Linked DNA regions of Hordeum vulgare: region 1 is linked to region 2. A link is a contact called in public Hi-C data. All regions are on one chromosome and are shown on one strand. Each heading gives the region's core, a stretch centred on a gene start, on an enhancer-like site or on the middle of the called end of the contact. The rest is flanking DNA. Distances are from core to core; before and after follow the strand shown. Region 1 has its middle 42 kb from the start of LOC123410221. Region 2 holds the start of LOC123411811 (ubiquitin-conjugating enzyme E2 22-like).

Region 1 (5,178 bases), core at 1,585-4,084, 250 kb after region 2:
GGTGCGTTTTTTTCAAAAAAATGAAAAATTATATAAAAATGAGAAAGTAAAAAAAAGGAAGAAAACCAGAAGAAAAAACCAAAACGAAAAAACCCATCTAAAAAGCTTGCGGAACCTTCACAAAATCGGAACCCCCCTCCCCTTTGATGGGCCGGCCCATGACCGAACGCTGCAGGCTCCGGTTAAGAAAATTCCACTTTAACCGACGCCTGTAGCGCCAAATAGGATTTGCCCCATTGCGCGATAATATCAGCGAAGACTTTTTGCCTTGTCAGACCCGGCCCACTGCTTGGATTACCATGCTAAGCACATCTATTAGATATATAAACATAGCTTTGCATGATAGGCTCTTTTTGAGATAAACATCGGAGGCTGCTAGTGACTACAGTTTTTATTTCTCTTCAACAGATGCACATCTATATATTTTCACAAAATTATGTATAAACATATGATTTTTTTATCAAATTATATGTCAACTAAACATATAATCTGGTAGGCAAGCACAACATGTAACTCTGACAAATCAGTGCAACTTTTTCGGCAAGCTATATGAAATGAAAATGACAACTCGACACATTTATGATAACAACTAATTTATAAAAATAAAATTGGCAAGCTATATGTAACAAAAATGATAACTCGGCACATTTGAAATGACAAAAAGTGGCAACTCGACACAATCAAAATGACAAAAGAGTGTATCATTTTCTGAACCAGCAAGTCGACACAACGAAAATAACAAATAGTGTGTATTTTTTTTGGCATGTTGTATGTAATAAAAATGGCAACTTGACACAATTAAAAATTGGACAACTAGAATACAAATCACCAAACGTACTACTGCCCTTGATTACATCCTCCCCCTTCCCCCTCTAGATGTCACTTATAACAAAAAGTTGATTTCCTGACGAATACATAACACAAGCAGACCTGCTAAGCAAAAAACATAACCAACAAAATTCACATTGACGCGTTTAAAACTGAGGGAAACAATTCGGGTCCAAAATTGTGAGTCAACGATGGACTTGTAACTGAAACAAAAAATAACAGATCGGACCCACTTACAAATCAAAGCATGAGCTTGCAACGAAAGCGAGAAAAAAAGTCTAACCCTTCTGCGGATGAATGAGAACGAGTAAATTGCCCGGTCAATTCGCTCATCTTGCTCGGGTCGGCTATATTGAAAAACCAAAAAAAAAGCGACAAAAATGAGAAGGCAACAATAGATTGGATGTGATAAAGAAGGGGCGACCGGCAAGAACCTATCACGTGCAATCCAACAACGCAGACTAGTAACACACAACAAAAAAGGGTCATGAGAACGGTTAGTAAAAATCATAACATGTCGAACAAAAAAAGGCCAAAAAAAAAAGCGCACCTGGCACCAATGACCCAATAAACTGGGCATCATGACGGCTTGTCCAACAAACAACACCGACATAGTGAAGCCAAACTGACAAATAAAAACAGGACGACAAACAAATAGCGACTAGGAACGCAGGGGATTGAGCCCTTGAAAATTACAGACATTAAATCGAATGGTGGCAAACTTAGATGAGACATCATTTCTTGTGAAAAAATAATATGAATTTAGAAGGTGTTTTCATAAAAATATTCACACCTTCTTAAAATAGAAAAAAAGAAGAAAAATTGAAAAATAAATAAATAAACTATAATCTTGCACAAAAGTAAAAACGAAAAAGGAAAAAAATGGATAGAGATAATAGTGAAAAGAAAGAAATCTAAATAGAACAAAATAGTTGGTAATGAACGAAAGAGAAGGAAAAATGGAACAGAGTAACAACTGAGCGTTAGAGAGAAATTGATCAACCCTCGTGGTTTACATGGGTTGACCGGTAGACTTTCAAATCTCGCAAGCCAATATGCAAACGAACAAAAAATACAAAAGAAACCAAGCCTGCCGTCACAACGACTGATAGAGAAAAGAAAACAGAACGGGTCAAAACAATGACCATGACAAGCGCAATAGAAAATGATGTGAATGACAGGTGCACGAGATTTACAACACCAACGGATGAAAACGGCCAACAACTTAGACATGCGGTAACTATTTTACATCTAGATGTGAAATAATAATTCTGCAATTTAAAAGTAAACAAGAAACATAACATGTTGCCGTGGGGCAGGGACAACCGGTTGTCGCAACAGCCCAAAAACAACAAAATAAACCACACGAGGCATACAATAACCTGAAGCGACAAAACAAATGATGCGGGGCGGAACAATGACGTGAATCAATAGATAGCATTGAAAAGCAAGCGGCAGAAAGATTGAATGGTGATGAACTTAGATGAGACACGGTTAAATAGATGGGGTTTAGCACATCCAGAAAAAAGAAAGTGAAACGAGCACAATCCTCGATCTGAAAAGAAAACACACAAACTCAAAAAGATTTGAAAACAAGAAAAAAGCTGTAACAAGCTCACTCCCCCTATTGAAAACAGAACACAAAAACTAAAATATTTTGAAGACTCCAAAATGAAGAACACATAAACACACAAACAAAAATAAATAAAAAATAAAGCAAGCGGTATACTAATTTGTTGGGGCAAACGAATATGAACTGAAAATGATGAAAACTTCACGGAAGTAGTAACGCGTATGTCTCCTTCTGCTCTGTTAGTCTGTTTCCAACAGGCTTCCCTTCCACCACGGAAAAAGCAAACAAAAAAAAAAACGTTTCTTATTTTTTTTTAGACAAGCAAAAAAAAAAAGTAAGACGTGAACCAGAATTGACACAATAATATGGAACCGTACTTGTGGCGCAGCCCACGCACATACAACGCATCCGTAAGCCCAGACAAACAATGCGCGGGCTGAAAAAGAAATAACGGCCCAAGCTTCACGGCGGGGGCCCCTCACGCGGCCGACGCGCACAGGCCCAACGACATAAAACTGACCAAGAGCGCGAATCTTGCCGTCTAAATCCTGTGGTAAAGAAGTTACATGAGACTTCAATGATTTTCATATAGATGTGAATTACCAAATCCGATTATAATTCATCCTTTGACTAAGGCGGCTGCTACAAATCTATCGGAGAAATCATCTGCCTAGCCTGCCGTTGGATTCCAAACCAGTAAACGTTCAATTTTACTGTATCGTCTCGTCCTTCCTCACGACCACGCACCCCCATTTAAGCATAGCAGCGCCCTCACCACCAATTACAGCCACAAACCAGCAGCGCCTCTGACCTCTTCCCTTCCTGCATCGGCACCCAGTGGCGGATCTTGCCCACTACGCCAGGGTGGGTCAATAATGCAATTTACATATACATTTATTTTTTCCTCTTTTTTGGCCTTTCTGCTACAGTACTATATAGGCTATTTCCCGATCTCTGGGTGGGCCATGTCCCACCCTGTCCATCCCTATCTCCGCCACTGTCGGCACCTGCTGTGACGGCGTTGAATACAACATCAACACACTCTCGGACGACTAATACATCAGGAGCTGCACCTTCGTGTCGGCAGCGCAACAATGCTCCACCATCGCCCGCCGCCGACGCTACACTGCAGCGCCGACACCGCGTCACGGCAGTGCTCGGTGATGTTTCACTGCAGCGCAAACACCAGCGCGACAGTGATTTATCACAACACCTCGACGGTCGCCCATCACTAATAGAAAACAAACCTTACGTTTGGATTATTAGTCCCGGTACCATTAGTCCCGGTTCATGAGGAATGCTTTTAGTCTCGGTTTGTTAGTAACCACTAGTCCCAATTTGTGTTACGAACCGAGACTAAAGGGGTGATGGCAGAGTTTTGTCAGGCTGGGGCCCCTGCGTGGGCCATTAGTCCCGGTTGGTAATACAAACCGGGACTAGATATATATCTTTAATCCCGGTTTGTATCATCAACCGGGACTAAAAGTCCTTCATAGGCTAGTTCAAAAGGAAAGCATCCCATCCCAAGCCACATGTTCTGTGTAGGTGGGGTGGTAAGCTACGTAGGGTGGTACACATGAGGTCTTCAGTTCGAATCCCTCGAGTTGCATTGGTAGGAGGTATTAATTTTTCTTAGCCATAGTCCCGGTTGGGAAAACCGGGACCAAAGGGGGTTGGGAACCGGGACTATATGCCCTTTCTCTACTAGTGCATGCTTCACTACATTGCCGGCGCGGCGGATTGCGGTGCTCCATTGCAGCACCACGATGACCGTCACATGCTTCACTACAGCGCCAACGCGTCGGACGACGGTGCCCCATCGCTGCATGCTTCACTACAATGCCACCATCGAGCAACGGTGCTCCATAGCAGAACCGGCTGTCGTCGCACCTCACAGGGAGACGCCGGCGAGTAGCTGCATCGCAATGCCGACAGCCGCTGATGGGCGTTGCATCAGAACACCCAAAAGAATGCATCATGCGACCCCCATCCGGCTTGCAGCATCAGGAGCTGCATCGCAGCACCAGGATCTGTCGACGAGAACCACCAAAAATCAGCTGCATCTCATCGCCGGATCGACTGCCACCACGCGCTTTATTGTAGCACCAGGATCACAGAGTGCTGAAACACAACACACGGGTGTCGGCTTGTGCTTCGTCGATTGAAGGAGCATGAGGCACCACTATCAGTTTTCGTGTCAAAACGTGGTTAAGCGTTGTTTTTAGTGTTTTCAACAAACAATTACTCAAAATCGGTGTTTCCGGGAAATTTTATGAAAATGGTGGTTTTTTTTGCACCGAGGGACGCAATTGTGATTGTTTTTGACAATTTACTCCCATAATGCTATAAAAATATGCATGAAAACTAGACAATTGCCTCGGTCTTTTTACCTCCACACTTCTGCTCTAGTTTATTAAGTAGCTGATGGCTCATATATTGTCTCACCTATATCACTATTTCTTGCAGGAACCATGTTTTTGTGATCTTTCATCTACAATATTGATTGGATTCTCTATTGTGAGGTCTCATCTTCTCTAAGTATATTCTGCAGGTACATACTGATTGGTGTCCAATCTCAGTATGCCATATATCTGAATTTTCTATAGTTTGCATAGTGCCCAGTTTTAACAAATGGAAATTTGCACATAGCCTTTTAGGGCGTCTACATTTCAGAATCCCTGTTTTAGGTGTTTGTATACATTAGTATTTATGTAGAACATACGAGTATGAGATTATTCTGTCATATCAGAAAATTTAGTAACAAACTGATCGAATAA
Region 2 (5,632 bases), core at 1,144-3,643:
CAACCTAGAGTATGGACGATGATGGAAGTCTGACAAGATAGATACCTTTTGGAGGAGACTGAGGGAAGTCACGAGATAATATTAGCTTCATCCGGAATATTCCATTCTCATATGGAGTTCCAGCTGTACATGCCCAAGTTCAAGAATGCAATATCAGAAAGTATAGTGTAATAGGAAAGAAACGCTGCTTCAAGACTTCATGTTCTTTAATTCAAAGCCAGAAGCCACAAGTTCCATCAGATACTTAACTAGTGATGAATAAAAATGTGACGGACAGATAAGAATAAAAAACGGCACCATCATGCAAGTAGCAGATCATTAGCACATAATTTATATCAGCTTTTGAGTCACTTATTGACTAACCCTCAAACGGCTTTCCAAACGAATCTAACTGCAAAGCGCACAATATGGGAGGTGTAAAGAAATGTATCCTGATATAATCTTACCAGGGCCCTCAATATCGGCAAAAATAGTGGCGAAATCATCGTCATTAACAATAACTTTGATCCCTTCTGGAGGTGAATCATCAAGATTCTTCAGTTCTTTAGCCAATTGCCTGATGACAGTTGGTGGGAGGTTCTCGTTGGTCGCCTTCAGTGACATGAATAGACCATTAGAATCATGAAGACAGCATATAACTCTTTCCAATATATGTTCTCTTGAACAATCAAAACTGAAAAAAGTTAATCTCACCATGGAAGCCATAACAGCAGACAGCTTTAAGGTGTTCGCTAGCTGCTGACTTATTTTTGGATGTACCCTTTAAAGACAACAAAGCCTCAGGACTGTGCAAAATTTGTGATCACCAAACTGAACCTACAAGAAAAAGTATGTAGGAAATCAGATACAATGAATAGTTATAGAACAGATATAAAATAAAAAAAAAATAGAAAATTGAGTGTGAAATTCAAACTGATAGCATGAGAGGGGTGGTTTTTTGGGTGGTGGTGTGGGGGGTTGTTCTGCTTTCGTAACGGCATATCTTGGTAAGAAAAAAGAGCACCTTACTTGAACTGTAGTATACTACAATTATTATTGTGTGGATGTCCATAAACTTACCAAACATTCAGATTGCGAACAACCGCTATAAGTAACGACTTAATGCCACTACATGATATATATGACTAATGCCTGCAAGCGGTGATTAATGCCCCAAATTATTGCAGTACTGTTGGTCTATGAAGATGCCCATTATGCAGCCTACTTTATCCTCTCTGACTATCATGACACAGAAAAAATAATTCAGTTCAATAAAAACTCAACCAGCAAGCACTAGCACCCGTGGCATATTTATATTTCTATTTATTAAAAGAAACAACTGAGCACCGCGGGGAGTACATGCCTCGAACCCGGGTGGGTGGAGCGAGCACAGAGGCTGTTAGCCAACAACGCAACGGTCAATTCTTAATGATTCCAACTACGAATATCACCTTTTATCCATTATTCCTTGCACCGTATATATGCAAGTTAGCGTGTGCTCGCACATGCTAGGCGCACGTGTGAACGATATGGCAGTAACTTAATGCTGCTAAACGATGGTGCTGCGCGTGTGAATGAAACATCGGTAACTTAATGCTGCTAAACAACGGTGCTGCGCGTGTGAATGACACATCTGTAACTTTATGCTGCTATCATAATTGTGTCCGTTTCGGACGGAGATGTTTACGCGGGTGAATTTATTCAAAAAGGAACCGTCAACTTCTGCCCGCCGTGTTTTCCCCACCATCCTTACACGGCGCAGCCCCTTCCCGCCAATGCGCTATCCTGCAGGCGACACCAGACAAAACGCACGCAAGACCATTGCTACATACAGGGGCTGTTGCCGATTGTCCTTGCGTTCCTGCAATGATCAGAGGACCCCTGATGGACCTTGCTAATTCCTAACGAGCAACGGAGGCGTTGTGCATCTACTCGGCGTGCAAGGACAAGGGCGAAAACGTAACGCCCTTCCCAGAATTCACGGAGACGCCTCTGCTAATGAACGGGATCGGATCAGATACCAGACCAACCGGTCCGAGCAGGCAACCGGCGTCTCCTACCCACCCTTTACCACCCGCAGGACGGGGAGCGAAACACCAGCGCGGAACTGTACAATATATCCATTCTGCAAGACAGCCCGACTTCTCGTCGCTTACCGGGCACCAGACAAGGCGTCGGAGGAGACCGCCCGCTCTCGCCGCTTGCCGGATCCGCCGCAGGAGGGGTCGGGAAGGGGTCGGTCGGCCGGGTGCGGTGAGGGAGGGCTTGGAGGGAGGGTGGATTGCGGCGAGGAGGAGGCGGCCGGCGGCGGTGAGGGCCTCGTCGGCGGGGGAAACCCTAGGCTTCCGATTTGGGGGAGACGGGGGTGGGAGAAGCAAGCAAGTTAAAAAGTGATTGGGATTTTGAGAGGGACTCGACAGCCGACCGAGATCCGCAGGGAGATCCGACCGTTGACGTCTCGTGGGCCCCGCCCGGGCTGGCCCAGGAGCCCGTGCGTGTCCCGGGCCGTCTCTGCCGACGCAGCAGCCGAAGCTGAACATGTACGAGGGCCACCAACCCACGAGCACGAGGGATTTTTTTTTTCAAAGAGAAGGAAATGATAAATACCGAACGTTCGGAATTCGATCATGTCAAATTGAACGTTTTCAAAGATAGTTTTAGTGACGCGAGGACGACAAGTTTAGTTGACACGCGCGGTAATTTTCCGGCAAAAAAATACATCGAGCACGGAGTTGTCATGCTTGCCATCTAAACTTGCCATCCTCGCGCCACTTAAATTACCGTAAAAAATGTTCACTTGTCAAAGACAAATTCCGAATGTTCGGGATTTATAGGGGACCATAAAATATTATTCTAGGGGCAAAATCTGTGAGACCTAGCTCACTGGCTTCGTAAAAAAATCCCTTGTTTATTCTTTTTCAGGAAAAAAATTGTGTTGCTGAAAATTAGTTTCACAATGATACTCAAGCCGTCCTCTCGACCAGAACCAAGCCAAACACCAGTTTGACCCTGCAATCTACCAAACCTTGCCATGTAATGACTTAGCACTATTCCGAGTACGCCTAATATGAGCAATACAACAAGTACTTGTGTAACCCGTGTCTTAATCTCACTAATAAGGAAAGCTTACCTTGATATGTTATATCATTGCTGACAATCATCGATATGGCCTCCAAAAAATCATACTCAACAGCGATTGGCAGGTTACTCCATTGTAAGGCCAAAACAATACCCTCCTAAAGCGCAAGGATTTCAGCCTCAAACACATCATTACACGTGAACAAGTGATGTCATGAACAAAAAATTATAGCTCCAGCATGATCTCTCAAGACCATCCCAGCTCCACCAACTCGCTCCAAATAAGTTCCATCCATGTTTAGATTCACTCGTCCAGCACTTGGAAGTTACAAGCGACATTGTCGAAATAGGCGCAGTGTTATCACATGTAGTAGGTACGAGGGGAAAAGATGATGCATCACAGGAATTTTATTCTAGGCGGTCAAACCTTGACCCAAGTAGATAGAGTGCAGAGAATCTAAGTAGCTAACGAGAAACCTTGAGGAAACATCGACAGGGGGCGACAGTTTGCTGTGGAGAACTTTGTTTCGACACCAATTAGATTCATGAACCAATCATCTCCTGTGTGTCGGATATGTGTTAACTTAGGAAGCTCCCATTTCTTTACCGTTGACGACCAAACACACGTGTGTTTAAGCAAACACATAAGACATGGAATGCATCTTTTGGTTCCATACTCCAAACTAGATAGATATTAGAAACCTTAAGTTTTTGTTTCTCTTTGTTACTCCAGGTTGCCAATGAGTTTGTGACCAACCTCCATGCAGAGTTCAAAAACTTTTGGAGGCACTCGGCTGGATCACGGTGACTGTGAAACAACACGAGAACGTTCCGAATGATTGCTAGAAGTGAATTTCCTCGAAAGCAAGATGATACACACTTTGAAAAGTGAAAGTGTCATTCTTTTTTGGTGCCCAAGCTAAGAAGTCTTCGTCCATCCTTGGATAAGGTCGGATCTTTTTTATTTCACAAATATCAATGGGAAGAAAATATTTGTAGTAGCTTGCCATTGCCCTAGTTGTCGTGAATATCTAACAGGTCTAAAACACATTGAAGCCACCCGTAGGTTCATGAACATTCCATCTATCCCTTCAGATGCTCACCTTATGACCATTTGCTAACATCTACAATAGGCCTTTTTTCAAAGTGTCAAACATGATTGATAGGTTGCCATGTTAGAGACGGACTACCCGTAAAGAAAGTATCCTCCAACCTTCCATTTGGGAAGTATTTTGTCCTACTCACCCTTGCACATGAAGTATCGGGAAAATCCAAACAACATCATGCTTGCCTTGCCAATAAGCTTGGTTGAACAAGCAAAAATAACTGAAACTAAGAGGACCTTGTTTCTTTGGCTTAGCCATTTTATTCCAAGCATACCAATGATTCTTGTGTTTCCCTTTTTCAGCACCCTAGAAGTAGTTACGTTCCATCCAGTTTAGAACATCACATACCTCCATCAAAATCTTACACACACTCATTATACTAGTGGGGATTTCCTGCGAAACCGCCATAATAAGCACCTACTTGCCATCTTACGTTGCATGCCCATCCCAGGAGAAGAGTATCTTTGTTTGTTTGACTTGAAGATTCTGGAAAAAAAAAACAAATTCTTTGACATTCTTTCATCAGGGGTAGGTAACCCCAAATTTTTCTCCTCAAAACTTGCAGAAGTCACTTGGAGGTGGTTTTTAATAGATTCAATTGAAACAACTCGGCAAGAGATTTCCAAAAAAAGAGCACTTTGTTGGATAAAGGTGATGTCTCGTAGCCTGACCATAAGCTTCAAGGATATTCTTAACATGAGTAGCTTGTCACAAATTTGCCTTAAAACGATAATGTTTCATCCACAAATAACACATGTGAGGCACCGGGGGCCCTTGTCAGATGTAATGGAGTAATATTACAAGAACCAGTACCCATATTGATAAGATCATCATCAAATATAATAGAAATAAATATGGGATAACAGATCACCTTGCCGAAGACCACATGACAGTGCAAAAGAATCAAAGATGGATCCATTAAATTCCATGGAATATCTCAAAGAGGTGACACAAGACATTATCCAATTGATCAATCTAGGAGCGAAGCCAAGCTTTTGCAGCATTTGCCTAAGGTAGTTCTAGTTCACCCCATCATAAGCCTTTCACGAATCAAGTTTGTAAGCACGAAGACTTTTGGTTGGATAATTTTCTTTCTTTACGGTAAACAGACTTCGAGAAGGAGATATAATATCATCAAGCATTGGCCTATGTCTGCTAACTAGGCACTTTTCAAACCACCTTTTATAAAACATTACACGAGCTAATGGATCCATTATCCTAACAGGATTAGGGAATTTTGGGATCATAACAATTACGATATCATTAACCTCTCGGGGCATAATACATGTCCTAAAAAATTCCTTTACTTCATCGATCATGGAGTCTTTCACTGTAACCCAATTATGCTGGAAAAACCGGGCGCGGAACCCATCATGTATCCGCGCCTTCGAAGGCCAGTGTGAAAAAGTGCATCCATAATTTCCTTATCTATAAAGTCAACACAAAGTGCCACATTATCCAAATCACTA

What was found. Hi-C and Micro-C count contacts between places; a contact is called where the count stands out from the background.
Region 1: a contact with region 2 is called in a Hi-C map of leaf, with 2.3 times the contacts expected there. The contact joins the enhancer-like site here to the promoter of LOC123411811 in region 2. A contact is called at or near these places in 4 of 6 Hi-C or Micro-C datasets (leaf and seedling).

The regions. Positions count from the first base shown.
Region 1 is chr7H:602,666,932-602,672,109 of MorexV3_pseudomolecules_assembly, forward strand. No RefSeq gene overlaps it. Among protein-coding and RNA genes, the nearest start is that of LOC123410221, 42 kb to the left of the region's middle. Within about 2 kb of position 2,835, at least 3 of the 3 cell types and tissues checked have open chromatin away from gene starts, as enhancers often do. A contact at or near this core is called in leaf and seedling, where this site is marked.
Region 2 is chr7H:602,415,459-602,421,090 of MorexV3_pseudomolecules_assembly, forward strand. It overlaps LOC123411811 (ubiquitin-conjugating enzyme E2 22-like), which reads right to left and starts at 2,394. Exons shown (of 7, transcript XM_045104771.1): 1 at 2,136-2,394; 2 at 694-816; 3 at 447-591; 4 at 46-123. The coding sequence starts at 705.